4 separate regions of the Zea mays genome follow, and all the other regions are linked to region 1. Evidence: chromatin contacts called from public Hi-C data. All regions are on one chromosome and are shown on one strand. The core of a region is the stretch at or near the end of the contact, and the rest is flanking DNA. Distances in the headings are between cores, read along the strand shown. Region 1 holds the start of LOC103634647 (peptidyl-prolyl cis-trans isomerase-like). Region 2 holds the start of LOC542554 (protoporphyrinogen IX oxidase (plastidic)1). Region 3 holds the start of LOC100272876. Region 4 holds the start of LOC100279991.

Evidence for each region. Hi-C and Micro-C count contacts between places; a contact is called where the count stands out from the background.
Region 2: a contact with region 1 is called in a Hi-C map of ear, with 2.9 times the contacts expected there. The contact joins the promoter of LOC542554 here to the promoter of LOC103634647 in region 1. A contact is called at or near these places in 3 of 25 Hi-C or Micro-C datasets (ear, leaf and tassel).
Region 3: a contact with region 1 is called in a Hi-C map of ear, with 2.1 times the contacts expected there. The contact joins the promoter of LOC100272876 here to the promoter of LOC103634647 in region 1. A contact is called at or near these places in 3 of 25 Hi-C or Micro-C datasets (ear, leaf and tassel).
Region 4: a Hi-C map of leaf shows a contact between it and region 1, with 3 times the contacts expected there. The contact joins the promoter of LOC100279991 here to the promoter of LOC103634647 in region 1. A contact is called at or near these places in 2 of 25 Hi-C or Micro-C datasets (both in leaf).

What each region holds. Positions count from the first base shown.
Region 1 is chr8:1,413,886-1,417,590 of Zm-B73-REFERENCE-NAM-5.0, forward strand. It overlaps LOC103634647 (peptidyl-prolyl cis-trans isomerase-like), which reads right to left and starts at 1,914. Exons shown (of 7, transcript NM_001301601.1): 1 at 1,739-1,914; 2 at 1,517-1,661; 3 at 1,331-1,419. The coding sequence starts at 1,849.
Region 2 is chr8:1,198,501-1,202,205 of Zm-B73-REFERENCE-NAM-5.0, forward strand. LOC542554 (protoporphyrinogen IX oxidase (plastidic)1) reads right to left here and starts at 1,840. Exons shown (of 9, transcript NM_001112094.2): 1 at 1,330-1,840; 2 at 1,051-1,236; 3 at 876-960; 4 at 632-779; 5 at 474-554. The coding sequence starts at 1,707.
Region 3 is chr8:1,616,294-1,619,998 of Zm-B73-REFERENCE-NAM-5.0, forward strand. It overlaps LOC100272876, which reads left to right and starts at 1,591. Exons shown (of 2, transcript NM_001147329.1): 1 at 1,591-2,049; 2 at 2,378-3,404. The coding sequence starts at 1,810. The coding sequence ends at 3,172.
Region 4 is chr8:1,249,137-1,252,841 of Zm-B73-REFERENCE-NAM-5.0, forward strand. LOC100279991 reads left to right here and starts at 1,941. Exons shown (of 8, transcript NM_001361011.1): 1 at 1,941-2,248; 2 at 2,333-3,419; 3 at 3,492-3,584; 4 at 3,698-3,705. The coding sequence starts at 2,091.

The DNA.
Region 1 (3,705 bases), core at 664-3,163:
ACTAGCACAACTATAAGGTCTAGTAAGCCTGTTTCAGTCTAGTAGGAGAGAAAAATAGGAAAAAAAAGGAAAAAAAAGTCTACAATAAGTCGGCCCAGCTAGCCCAACCCAACAGCAACAGTTTTAGGTTAAAACAGCTCCCTCTCCTCCCGTGCAGTGCAGCCGCCGGCCGCTGCTTATTTCTCCCCTGCACCTCCATCTCTCTCCCTCCCCACAGCTTCATCTCTCTCCCTCCCCACAGGTCCCCCCTTCCTCTGACTTGCCGGCTTGGGCTGTAAACCCTCGCCGCTGCGCCCTGTGCGCTGCCGCAGCAGCCCCATGCACGCCGCCGTCACCACTGCGCCCTGCGCGCGCTGCCGCAGCGCCCTCTGTCCTCGCATTACTCCCGCGGCAAGGCGATAGGACGCCTTACGTGGCTATGCTCGCCTTACCGCTTTAGCGACGCCTTAATAACCATGATTTTCACAGTCATCATCGTTGCCGTATTATACGAAACTTGTGACTAAAAACTAAAGAAAATCTAAGCTTATGTAGTGAGACACAATCAATGGAGCAGTTTTGCAGACAGAGCCCAATGGATGTATCATTATTGACTATGATTAACGGTGGAAATAGAAGTGACAAATTGCATAAAGAGAGCTGCATTGTGCTAATGGTTTGTAAAATGGTCATCTACACATTGGAGAATAGATATTTAGTGATCCAATGCAGATAGCTGGATGCTAACTTCAAGGTGCGATTATAGTACAGAGTGATATCCTAATAGACATTGGATGAGAATATGAGATAATGCTCAATGTTCCACAAGCTTGCCCATAGAAACAATATGAATCTGATCCAAACAGGCTCAACAAATTCCATGGATTGTGGAGGGCTTGATGCACTGGAAATATAGGTTCTAGTTCTATATCTTAAACCCATATGCCAATAAACATGTGCCCCATATGATTGCCATTGACTGGTGATAGTCATCCTAAAATCCATAGTAGATCCCATAACTAATAAACTGATTTTTGAGCAAGGCATGAAACTTAACTATTAGGAGACTTGCAGCGAGTATGCAAATCAATAGGTGCAATATAACTTTATCTGGCCGAGCTTAATAGACTGGATGTCTTGGCAGCAAAAAAATCATAACTGATTTTGTCCTGCTTTCAGGTTTTCCATCCATGTTGGTGTTCATTCTATTGTTACTTGTGAGCAATGATTTACTATGTTGAATGATGAATAGGAACTTCAATTCTACTCACATCTTCTTCAGTTGTAGGAATATTTAACAAAATCTGCAGTGGCCATTCAGACCAATTGCGTACAGGTAAAAAATGCTTACATTGTTTTGCTGGAAGTCCCCGCCTTGAATCATAAAGTCCTTGATGATCCGGTGGAAGGAGCAGCCCTTGTAGCCGTACCCTTTCTCACCTGCCCCGCAACCAAAAGAGCAGCAATGCTCGGTAAATTCGACTCGTAAAGCTATTGTGACCAGCGCTGATTCAAATCCAATCCATAGCGTACGCACCAGTGCAGAGCGCACGGAAGTTGTCGACGGTCTTAGGTACGACCTCTCCGAAGAGCCCGATGACGATGCGGCCCGCAGGCTCCCCGCCGACCTCCACGTCGAAGAAGCACTTGCTCGTCACCTTGGCCTGCAGCTCCACGGCTCCCTGCAGCGAAACACCGGCAGTCTGTCACAACGCGCTTGGCCTCGGGGAGCGCCGTAGGTGCCCGTAGCCACAAATACCTCTGCCGCAGTGGCGCGGACGACGACAGCGCCACGGGCGTCGCGGTGGCCGCCGAGCCTCAACGTGGGGATAGCGCGGGCGGGACGGAGGGAGAGCGCGCCGCGTCGCATTTCCGTTGAGTAGCAGAGGTGGGTGCGGGTCGACGCCGGTGCCGGCGCGAGGACGGAGGGGGCAGACACAGCCGGCATGCACGCCATGGTTGGGTTTGGGTTTGGCTTGGCTTATCGGATTTTTTTTCGCTTAAATATATCGGAATGGAGGGAGAAATCAAGAGGGCGTAGTGGGCAAGGGCAGGCGAGCAGGGCGGCGCTCGAATGGCCGGGGAAGGGGCTGAGGCCAGGTCTCCGGAGGCAACAAGGATTGGCATGTTGGGGTAGCCTGCGGTGTGGCAGAGGGCCCTTAATTGTTGTTGGGCTATCGTTGGGCCTGGAGGAGTCAGAGCATGGCCGGCAGGCCGGCACTGATGTCCGCCGTCAAGGCAGCGTGTTGCATTTTTTTCTTTCCTTTCATCTGCATTTCCTTTTTGTTTTCTATAGGGTTTTACTATTGTTTTTATGTTTCTTTTATTTATTTTTCGTTTATATCACTTTTATTTTATTTATTTTTCGTTTATATCACTTTTATTTTATTTATTTTTTATCTCTCTTTTACTTTTATGTTCTCTGTATATGTTCATATATTTTTATTTTTCTCTAGTTATATATTATATTTTTTATTTTTAATACATGCTGTGTTTACATAGTATATGTGAGGTATACATATTCATAACGTTTGTTAGTCAGGGTATAGAGGCATCATTGCCATTAATGATGAACATCACCCGCATCGCCCTTGTCATCGCCTTTCCATCTCAACCGATCACACGTGTCGGAGAGGAAATCTCTCTGACCGGGTGGCGGATTGCACCCGCCCTAAATCCTAAAAAGAGGAGGGGCCTAAGCGTTTTGCTTGTTACGAGACTGGTGGATCAACACACGGGAGCACGCGGGGGTTTAGAGTAGTTCGGGCTGCTGGAGCGTAATACCCTACTCCACTGTGTGATGTATTGCTCGGGAGCTTGTATGAACTTGTGAGTGTCTGCCTAAGATTGGGTCTGTCTTGTAACGCCGCATGCCTCCCCTTTTGTAGCCGAAGGGGGGCATGCACAAAGGTATTGAGCCCCGACATGTGGGCCCAGGGACATAACGAATATAGCACTTGGAGCCACAAATGTGTGCTGCTGGGGCACTCTTCTTGGGCCCCGACATCCGAGATCTGCGTATCCTCGACGTGCAAGGGAAGCTTCTTATAGAAGGGGTAACGAGCACGGTGCGCCGCTCGGCACGGGCGTACTGTTCACCAACAGACTGGTCAGGCGATGTTGGGTGCTGGCGATGCAAGAGGAGCTCAACAACTTCACAAGGAATGAGGTATGGCATTTAGTTCCATGTCCTAACCAAAATGTTGTAGGAACCAAGTGGGTATTCCGCAACAAGCAAGATGAGCATGGTGTGGTGACAAGGAACAAAGCACGACTTGTGGCCAAGGGATATTCACAAGTTGAAGGTTTGGATTTTGGTGAAACCTATGCACCCGTAGCTAGGCTTGAGTCAATTTGTATATTACTTGCCTATGCTACTTACCATGGCTTAAGCTTTATCAAATGGACGTGAAGAGTGCCTTCCTCAATGGACCAATCAAGGAAGAGGTCTATGTTGAGCAACCTCCCGGCTTTGAAGATAGTGAGTACCCTAACCATGTTTACAAACTCTCTAAGGCGCTTTATGGGCTCAAGCAAGCCCCAAGAGCATGGTATGAATGCCTAAGAGATTTTCTTATCACTAATGGCTTCAAAGTTGGAAAGGCCGATCCTACTCTCTTTACTAAAACTATTGCAAAAGATTTGTTTGTATGCCAAATTTATGTTGATGATATTATATTTGGGTCTACTAACAAATCTATATGTGAAGAGTTTAGTAGGATCATG
Region 2 (3,705 bases), core at 590-3,089, 220 kb before region 1:
CATGGACAGATATGAAATGAAGAGTGAAACCACGACATTGTATGATTATATCTGAATTATGCAAACAAGTTCGACCTTAGGCATCCATCTATCTGAACAGTCCACATGCCCCATGTCCATAGCTGGTTCACTGCATAAATAAATATCTATATACCATAATACTATTAAAAGCAGAAAGGATTCTTCCATTAATCACATTTTACTTCCCACAATACCCTTGCACACCTCTCTAATTGTCTGTGACCCAATTACCCAAACTTACGACCCATGCTAATGCAAGTTAGAACAACATGCAACTAGCCACATTACGGAGTCTAAATCCAAAATGTATTGGAACAAATGAAACAATCGTTGCAAATATATCTGGGCTGCTAGTCGTTCAGGTGACAGTGTAACAAGATATACATTTCGTTGTAATACACTAATACACGGATATGTTTGTTAGTAAATATACAAAAAAAAAAAGAACAAACCTGGATGTAATGGCATTTGGAAGCATGGCAAGACCCTTCCTGAAAGATGCAACTGTCTGCCCTTTTGGCTTCGGAAGGCGGCTAAAAGAGGTTAAAACAGATCAATATGGCAGAACAGCCAATTAACGGAACAAAAAGAAAATGCATCAATCTCTTACGCATCCCTCGGTGGTTTTGGATTCTTGCTCCTCTCCTGAATTGTCTTGATGGTTCCACCAATAATACTACCTCCAGTTTCTTCCAACCGCCAAACCTTCCCAAATGCAGCCTTCATGCTGAGCTTAGAAGGATCACCAGCATAGACACCTTAGGTTTACAAAGTTGTTAAATTCTTATGGTAATCGGCTAACCGCTGCAAGTAGCAGGCCAGAACAAACAACAATAACACACTGCAATAAGCACCTGAGCAGAAAGGCTCAATGAGGCGCTCAAAGACCTCAGCACCGAGGTTGCGGCGCACGAACTCCTCCACTGACTCTTCGCGGCCCTGAAACCTCCGCCAGAAACGCTCAGCCCCGTGGCAACGCAACAATCAAACACACAAGATTTAAAAATGCAGCATGGGGAGAGCACGAACTGGAGGAGGCGGGCGGATGCCAAGCGCGCCTAGACCGGCCCTGAGCTTCCCTGGGATGCTCATGAGATCGAAGAACGGGAGGTCGGCGGGCTTGGATGGCACGGGCCTCAGCTTCCCCTCCCACAGCACGAAACGCGGCGCGTTTGGGTCCCCAAAAACCAAGTCATCCTTCAGTCCGCTGTCCACCTGCGCGCGCGCATAAAATCCATTCAGCATCTCAATTCCATGGCTCCGCATGAGTCTGAGAAGAAGACGCTGCGGCGCCAGCGAGGAGCGTACGGCCATGGTGAGAACGGGGTCGGAGGGCTGGAAGCTGTTGGGACCCTCCTCCCAGAGGTACCCTTCCTCGGGGCGCTCGACGGTGGTAATGTTGCCGCCGGGGCGGGCGCGGGCCTCCGTGACAAGCACGTCCCCGACGCCGTGCCGCGTGGCCAGCGCCTGCGCGGTGCAGAGGCCACTGATGCCTCCGCCCACCACGACGCAGTCCGCGGACAGCCGCGCGCCGGTGGAAGCCGGTGCCTCGGCCGCGCCGCCCGCCACAGCAGCGCAGCGCACGCTGAGTCCTCGATGGCGGAGCCGCGCAGGTATTCGGGTCCCGTTGAGTAGCGGCGATGCAGCGGTGGCCATGGCGGTGGCGGTGGCGGTGGCGGCGACCATTTCCGGCGGCGTTGCGGAGCTGAGCGCCTGTGCGGCGGAGTGGATGACACGACGAGATGGGGTAGGGCCGTTGGGCTTGGAGTTAAGGATGGCCCACTGGAACGTTACAGGTGGGCTGGGAATCGCATTCCCGTGCGTGATTGGTTCCGTTAATATCCAATCCCTCTCAAAGTCTACACAAGACCTGCTTCGCCTGACGGGCCACGGGTGACGTGGGCCTTGTTCGCTCTAGAACCTGGCCTTGGTTGCAGGCTGAATTTGAGGCACAGGATGAAAAATAACCCTTTTATCTCTGTGAACTACCGTTATGGTCTAATCTTCCCCTCAAACTTCAAAACCGGACATCATAACCCCTCAATTATGAAACCATTTACATTAACTCTCTAGGGATTCTTCATATGTATCCATATCCACTTTAATAGACATATGTTGGGCGATTCCTTAAGTTGGTTTAATTTTCATTCAAATTCATTCTACCGGGTTAGAAGTAGTTTCCAAGACAATTTCATAAGTTGATTTTGTTGTACATATAAGTGTAGCAAAATAAATCTTCTACCGGGTTAGAAGTGGTTTCCAAGACAATTTCAAAAAATAGAAAAAAAATAACTTGTTAAAAGCATGGCAAGGCTTTTAAACCACAAAAAAGGTCTATAAGAATTCTAACAAAATTCTATAATGAAAAAAATAAAATATTTAGAGCTCATGAAAGTATCTCTAATAGTTTTAATAAGATTAGATTTAACTCTAGCAAATTGAACAAATGATTTTAATCAATGTGTAAACATGTCTTAAAAACTTTTCACAACAAAATCATCTATAATCTAGTAAGAATGTAATTTAAATGGTTTTAAGAGTTAAGGGGTGATAAAATGTCAAATTTTGAAGTTTAAAGTGAAAAAGTAGACCACGACAAAAGTTTCAAGAGGTAAAAGGACTTTTAAGTCCTTGGGGGCTTCCCTTAACTATTGTTGTGGACATATACTTTAGCTCCTACAACTACGAAAATTAGTTATTTTTGCTCCTTGTGTAGCTTGAAAGGTGGTTTAGTCCATTACAGTGTCATGTTGGATGTCATACATGAAAGTCCAAAGTTTAGTTTTGGTAATTGAGTGACTAGTCGATAACCTTTTTCGAAGGCTATAATTCGGTTTTGGTAATTGAGTAACAACTTAGATGTACTGATATGTTATTGATATGAGATACACAGGTGATTAGTCCATAAATACACTAGTGTGAGCAACACTTAAAACCATAGTGAAGAGATGGCTTGATTATCGGATGCGAAATTAATTTTGTGTGATTTGGAAAAAAATGGACCTGATTCGAGTTCCAAGGTGAAAGTTATGTCCGTTTTAAGTTTGAACTCTGAATCAGGGTTTCTGGTTTCTGGCGAGGCGCTGGAAGGGTGGGGCGGTTTTATGGGTATGGTCAGTTTGGGTGATTGAGTCTGTTTATTGATATTGAGTTTGTGGAGTGACAGTGGATGGTGAAGACCAAACTGACCCAAAAAAATCTAAACCAACAACCTAATTAGGGTTGTTGGCGAGGCAAATGAAGGGTGAATGGGGTCGGTTTTGTGGATAGGTTGGTTTTATGGATAGGTCGTGTTGGGGGCCTTCATCTTCCGAAGGTCCTCAAAAACACGGCTAACATGTTTTCCAAGTATAATATATATACAGGGACCTTCGGCCTTGGGATGAAGTTGTACACGTTATGAAAAGCGCGGTTCGGGAGAAGGATGAACCAGTTCCGAAGCTACCTATGGAGAAGCTTCGGCTTAGCGGTGGAAAATGAAACCGACTTAAAGGGGAAAGGGTTGTCTAGTTCTCGATAGATTATCCCTAAGTCAATAGTAAATGTCAAGGGCATGGATGTAATTTTACGCAGGCTGCGTCCTATGCCTATAAATAGATGAACAGTAGCACCGTACTGCTCACGCTGACTTGTATTCACTCGCACGTCACACTTGGATTTTCACCTTCTGTCAAGCCGAAGGTA
Region 3 (3,705 bases), core at 341-2,840, 200 kb after region 1:
TTATTGTCATGTAATAGAATTGTAGATCTTAAGTTCTGCCTTGTTATATCTCTACTATATAAAGCATCAGTTTCCATCGTCTCCACCATCGTTGTGCGTCAACACTTTTGAAAAAAACCCTTATATTTCACTGTAATCAACTAGTGGTCCTTCCATTCACCTCAAAAGGCAACTGTTGCAACCCAATCTCGCATCGCATCTTCCATCTCGTTCACCAAACCCTACCCACCTGCTCCCGTGTACGTGAGCGCGCGAGCCACGCCAAGGATGACGATAACCTCATCCAAATGGCCCCACTCGCTCCGGTCGAAGCCGACGTGCCACCGTGCTCGAGGTCGCCCTAGGACAGGGAAGAGAAGCCAAGCACGGGGCGCGCGCCACCGGCCATGCTTTGGCGTGCACCTCCTACCACTCCCTTTGCAGGCGGCTGCACTCGCAGTCATTCTCTTCGCTATCGTGTCCGCCTTGTTGCTCCTTGTCCTCGTCCTCGCCGTGTGTGCCTTCCGCCACCATCGTGGCAACTGCTACCACATCCTATCGCTCGACCATGTCCCTTCGTCGCTGCCTCTCAGCGTCAGGCTCTTGCCTGCCGACATCCGCCGCCTCCTGAGCTTCGCCTTCCCCTCCACGTGTGGCTGCACCGACGATGAGACTGTCATCGACTCTCCCTCATACCCTGTGTGACTTGATGTTGCACGCGTCGAGGAGCGAAGACGTGTGATGTCGGCCTTCACGCACGCGTTCCATGCTGCCTGCGTCGACCATTGGCCCGTCAGGACACTCGTCCTGCGTTGTAAAGAGGAATAGAAGAGGTATGATCCCATAAATCTTTACCATCATAAAGACTTATTATTTTGAATTCCTAAACTTCTTGGTTGCAACATGTTTAGATTGATGTGTTGTAACTTCTACTTGGAACCAATATAATGATTAAGGGCTCTTCGTCCAAATCGTTTGCTAGAGTTACTTATCAAATATGACGGTGTGGTATAACACCGACAGAGCATTGTACTTATAAATATGAAGAAGAAGAAAAATAGACAAGTACGGAAAAAAACGAGAACGAGACCAAGCGAATTGGGAGCGGCGCGGCAGCCAGAGTCATCTGGAAGGTTCGATCGCCTATCGCAATAGAATTCTAACCGCTGAGTTTTGGATTATTTTTCTTACTCTAGGGCACATATTGTAGTCGTCGGTGCCTAATCTCGGCAGAAACAAGATTGATCACGCATATCTGGGCCAGGCTTACCCATGTCGGTGTCTAAGAAATAACACACAGAGGAATTCACTATCGCGACAGTGACATCCCTCTGTACGTTATTTATAATAATATTTGGATCAAAATATTTATAATAATATTATGTATTTATATCGTTATGTATCTATGTTTAATCACGGATTTTGTCGTCATCATTATAATCATGTTCCGTGACATCGCACGGACAAGTACCTAGTATAATGATTAAGGGCACTTCGTCCAAACTGTTTGCTAGAGTTACTTATCAAATATGACGGTACACCGAAAGAGCATTGTACTATAAATATGAAGAAGAAGAAAAATAGACAAGTGTGAAAAAAAGGAAACGAGAACGAGACCAAGCGAATTGGGGGCGGCGCGGCAGCCAGAGTCATCTGGAAGGTTCGATCGCCTGTCGCCTCGCCGCCATCCATTCCTTCCCTTGCGCCCGAAGAAAGACACGGAAATTCCCCCCAACTGATAAAAGGACCATGGTACTCGCAAAGCGATAGGAAGCCACCGAAGGAGAGAATTGGATAGCAGAGAGTTTGCGTGTGACTGTGGAAGCAGAGATGGGGTCCGGCATGAGCCGCGGCCGGCGGCGCGGTTTCGGCGCAGGGGCGTCGGGAGGGATGCTCCCACTGCTGGCGCTTCAGGTTCTGATCGAGTACGGCCGCGCGGGCGCCTCTCGGCCGCCCGTGACGGCGGCGTTGCTCGCCGGCAACGCGCTCATCTATCTCCGTCCCGGGGCGCTCGACGGGATCCTGCCCTCTGTCACACGCGTCTCCTTCAATCCGCGGCTCATCGTCGAGGTACCCAATCTTACCTACTCATCCGTAGCGCAGTTAGAAAACGAAATTCCTGTACACGTATCGAAATCCCACCCCTGTTTTTCTGTTGATCTGCGAGACCGCGACTTGCAGCAGACTTGCAGTTGTTGGGGGTATGTGGTAGACAAGGGGGAAGAATAACCGCCACCAATAATAATGAGATTGGTCCACTTACAAATTTGCTACTACACCATCGCCCCCAATGATTCCCCATAGCAAATCACACATATAGGCATAGCACATAGCAGTGTATTCAGTTGACCAGTTCTAAGTTCGCAAACTAACTAACTGTGATTTAACACTTTTGCAGAATGGCGACTTGGTGCGCTTCTTCTTGTCACCATTCTACCACTTGAGCGAAAGCCACCTGTTCTACAATATGACATCGCTCCTATGGAAGGGTATTCAGCTTGAAACATCCATGGGTAGTGTCGAGTTCGCTTCCATGGTTGCTGCATTGCTTGGGCTGTCACAGGGCATCGCGCTGCTCTTGTCCAAAGGCCTACTCTTGCTTGGTGATTATACTGCGTACTACGACCAATACGCGGTTGGGTTCTCTGGTGTTCTGTTTGCCATGAAGGTTGTGCTGAACGCCTGGTCAGAAGATTTTGTCTATCTGCATGGGATGGTCATTCCGGCGAAATACGCTGCCTGGGCTGAGTTGATCCTCATCCAGGTCTTCATTCCTGGCACATCTTTTCTTGGCCATCTCAGTGGAATACTTGCTGGATTGGTTTACCTTTGGCTGAAGCGGGCGTTGAATGGGCCAGATCCCCTCACTCTTCTGGTGTCAAGCATTACCAAAGTCGTGACCTGGCCAGTAAGATTTGCGCAGAATCTTCTATGGTCTGCCCATCCACAGGGACGCTTTAGAGGCCGGGGCAGGGTTGGGCGCCGGCAATCAGCAAGAGATACTCCTCGAGGTCTATGGAGATGCCCAGCCTGCACCTATGACAACTCAGTTTCCACAGATATCTGTGAGATGTGCAGCACTGCACGAGAGGACCATGATTTTTCGCTGAGGCAGTATCATCAGGCTGGAGGTACTGGAGAACTCACAGTTGATGAGATACGCCGAAGGAGGCTGCAAAGATTCGGTAGATGATGTAAATCCATTGTTATCAGCACACTTTGTGCGGCGCTGAACGAAGCTCTATATGAGTATGTATGATAGCTCCATTCCTCTGCTACATAGCGTAGGCATATTTGGTTCTTCTCGTGATGGAGAATGCTTTACATTATTGAATTGTTTCTCATTTTTGAAGGAGACAGTTACTGATGTAATTTTAGGTACTTCAAAGCCATAGAAGTATAGTAATACAAATTATCAAGGGCATATATAAATGATTGCGCTAATCTGTGCGCCGCGTTGTTTATTATTCAAAGATCCGGGCAAACTCCTTACTACTGAGCATGATCTTACTACCAACTAGAATCTCATATGCACTCACGTGTGTGTATCCTGTTGAATGAATTTAATGCAAGTTGCGGCACATTTTTAGTAGTAAATATCCACTAGAATATGATCTCGTAGTACTAGAAGATAAAATTTGCTTTGTTTTTTTGTTTCAGCCATGGTTTAGTGATTTGAAGTTGAAGCGCATTTGTAATTTGAATGCACTCCAACAGTCAATTTAA
Region 4 (3,705 bases), core at 691-3,190, 160 kb before region 1:
CTGGAGTATAATGTGTGAACAGGTATCTTCGGACTCAAGTCGGTATCACAGCAGACCAGAATAATACGAAGGTTGGTACAGCGCCGAAGGTGTGAGCAGGAAAGCTTCGGCGTGATAGCAAAAAATGAAACCGACTTAAAGATGAAAAGGCTATTCAGACCTCGATAGATTACTATAGAATTATTATCAAATGTAAAGGGCATAAATGTAATTTTGTATGGGCTGTGTCCTGTGCCTATAAATAGGTGAACAGTACCCCCGTACTGTTCACGTTGATCTGACAATCGCTTTTGCGTCACACTTGTACTTTCATCTCCTTCAAGCTGAAGGTACATTTGTAATTCGATGTTATTTCTGTTTTTGCATAATAATAATGCAAAGATAAATTAATAATAATAATGTGTAATTGCCTATGATATTCTTTATATTCCTTATAATTCATCCTTCGTCATTGTATTTATGAAGGTACACCCTTCATAACCTTCGTCCGAAAATCATTATATCCTGAGAGGAATAATGCTTCGAAGGACGAAGGACTTCAACAATTAACATTTTTCTATGTTGCCTTGTTCTTAACTCATAGCATTTGAGAACAAGTCTCCAACAGGCGCTGCACAGGGTTTCGCTCCGCCACCTCCATTGTTCCCTGCAGTTGACCCTGCTATGTTCCATACTTCTGTGAGTACCAAAATTGTAGTTACATGTTGGTAATGCATCTGGTATAACACATGCAATCTCTTCTCTGTGCAGGGCCAATCTGGGGCGGCATCCAACAACCCTCATGAAGGGTACAACCTAACGCAGCACCAGTCCAACCGCCCACCTCCATGAGAGTTATGTATTTAGTGTTTCGAACACAAAACTTATGTTGAATACTTGTCAGAGCGTGTAAACTTGTGTTGATACTTCTGAACTTCTGTTAATACTGTTTGTGTTGAGAACCTCTCAACTTATGTTGAATACTTATGTCAGAATTTGTGTTAATACTGTTTGTGTTGGCTATATATGTCTGTGATGTATATATGTGATATCTATGAAATATCTTTTGTTTGTTTGGATGGAATAGGGAAAACAAATAAAAAAGGTGTGTACTGGTCTTGACGAGTGTAACACTCGGCAAAGCACCTCTTTGCCGAGTGTCAGAACCATAACACTCGGCAAAGAACCAAGACCTGGGCACCGGTATAGGTTCTTTGCCAAGTGTAATGGCTCTGGCACTCGGCAAAGAAGCACGCTTTGCCGAGTGCCACACCAAGCACTCGGCAAAGTACCTGACATGGGGAACCCCTCCGGCGGATTCTTTGCCGAGTGTTGTCAGGCAGTCACTCGGCAAAGACGCCGTCTTCGTCACCCGGCGCCGTAACGTCTGCTTTTCTTTGCCGAGTGTTCTCTGGCACTCGGCAAATCACTTTGTCGAGTGCCCGAGAAAATTTTTTCGGCAAAGAAGACTTTGCCGATGCACTGTGTGCCGAGCCCTCTTTGCCGAGTGCGACACTCGGTAAAACCTTTGACGAGTGTTTTTAAGGCTTTGCCGAGTGTTTCAGACACTCGGCAAAGCCGTCGGTTCTGATAGTAATTGTTAATTCGCATGCCCATAGACGGCTCGGTTTCTGTACCAGCAAGTACATGCACACTTGGGGGGTTGGGGTGCAGTTGCTTTGCGCAGGCTGTCAAGGTGCGCAGCAGGGAAGGAAGAAAGAAGCCATCCAATCATTTAGATCTCGCTGTGCAAGTACTAGTACTACGGAGCAGTAGTAGTAACAAGCTTGTGGTTGTGGGATCAGCCAACTGCGCAACGAAAAATAATTGCCACTGTATGCCCAACTCAACTCCTAGCTAGGAGAGGAAGAAGAGTACAAGGAAGAGACTGTGGCAAGCACAGCACAGTGGATACACACCTAGCTTGGCCGGTACAGAGCACCGTGCTTGCTTGTCCATTTCCGTCACAGCTAGCGCTTGCCCAGGTCCCCCACCTTATCAACAACAACTGTGCCCCTCCTGCCCCCGCTCGCCGCGAGAGCTCCCGTCCCGACGACCTTCCCTCCTGTAGCACTCTACAGTCTACACCAAGCAGCAGCGTCTCCTGTTGCATGTTGCACTGCACCTATCTACGACGTCCGTTCCCAGTGCTTTGCTCACCGACACCGTATCTTATGAGCAAGGAGCCCTGCTGCTCCCATCACCTTCATCAAGCCAAGCGTGTGTCCTCTGTCCTCTCCCAGCTGCGAGCTCCGACCCCCGGCACCATGTGAGCGGTTCCTTCTCATTCAAGCTCAACCTTGTCTCCGGGTTCTTGCTTGCTTGCTTGCTTGCTAACACCGCTGCCTAGCAGGTCCGACAGCAGCGACTTCGCCGAGCTGCTATGGGAGAACGGCCAGGCGGTGGTGCACGCGCGGACGAGGAAACACCCGCCCCAGCAGGCCGCCTTCCCGCCCTTCACCTTCACCTGCAGCAGCAGAGCTCAACAAAGGCAGCCGGTGCCGCCGCTGCTCAAGACGGGAGGAGGTCTCTTTGCCGACTTCTCCTCGGCCACCGCCGGCCTAGACGCCCCCCGTGACAACGCCGACCTCGACGACACCGTGCCGTGGATCCACTACCCCATCCCCATCGTCGACGAAGCCAGTCCCGCCGCGCCTGCCCTGGCAGATAGCTTCATCCCAGATTTCTTCTCGGAGCTGCATGCGGCGGCGGCGACGACGAGCCTCGGCCCTCTGCCACCACCACCACCACCACCACCAGCAGTCCAGCACACCGGCGACGACAACGACAACCGGAGCACCCCGGTTCCCAATCCCACCACCGGCAGAGGACCAGAGCCCTCAAAGGAAACCCACCGCGCACCAGTACCAGGTCCAGCCGGCAGGCCTGAGCCACAACCACAAGCTGAGCTCGCGCCCGCCAGGAAGCCTCGGCAGGAGAGCGGCGGCGGGGAGGCTTTGATGAACTTCTCCATCTTCTCTAGGCCGGCAGCCATGGCGCGTGCCAGCCTGCGGCAGAGGCCGCCACAGACAGGCACCGACAAGGCGTCCAATGCCACCACGAGCACCCGCGTGGAGTCGACGGTGCTACAGTCGGCCAGTGCCAGTGGGCCGAGAACTGCAGCTGCCCCCGCCGTGTTCGTGGACCAGAGGACGGCGTGGCCGTCGCAGCAGCCCAAGGAGGTGCGGTTTCCATGCGCAGCAGCAGCGCCACCGCCGACGCCGACGGCTGGTAACCTGCAGCAAGAAAGACCTAGCAACAACAACATGACTCCTCCGCAGAAAGAAGTAGAGACCAGGAAGGCGTCAGAGGCTGCGGGCGCCACCGCCACCTCATCGGTCTGCTCCGGCAATGGTGCTGGGACAGGAAAGGACGACGAGTCCTGGCGCCAACAGAAGAGGAAGACCCTGCAGGCCGAGTGTTCCGCGAGTCAAGATGATGTAAGCAGAGGATGTGAAGATATCGCACACCTTGGACACTGGAGTATCTAACACTGGTTCTCTTCTCTTCAGGATCCTGACGATGAGTCCGGTGGGATGAGAAGATCGTGCAGCAGAGGTGCGAAGCGCAGCCGCACCGCGGAGGTGCACAACCTGTCCGAAAGGGTAAGTCCCATGCCAATATGCCATGCGATCGATCTCGAGCTGGAGCCTGGAGCTGTGCACTTGAACTCACCGCACTGTAATGCATGCAATGCAATGCAACAACAAACCTGCAGAGGAGAAG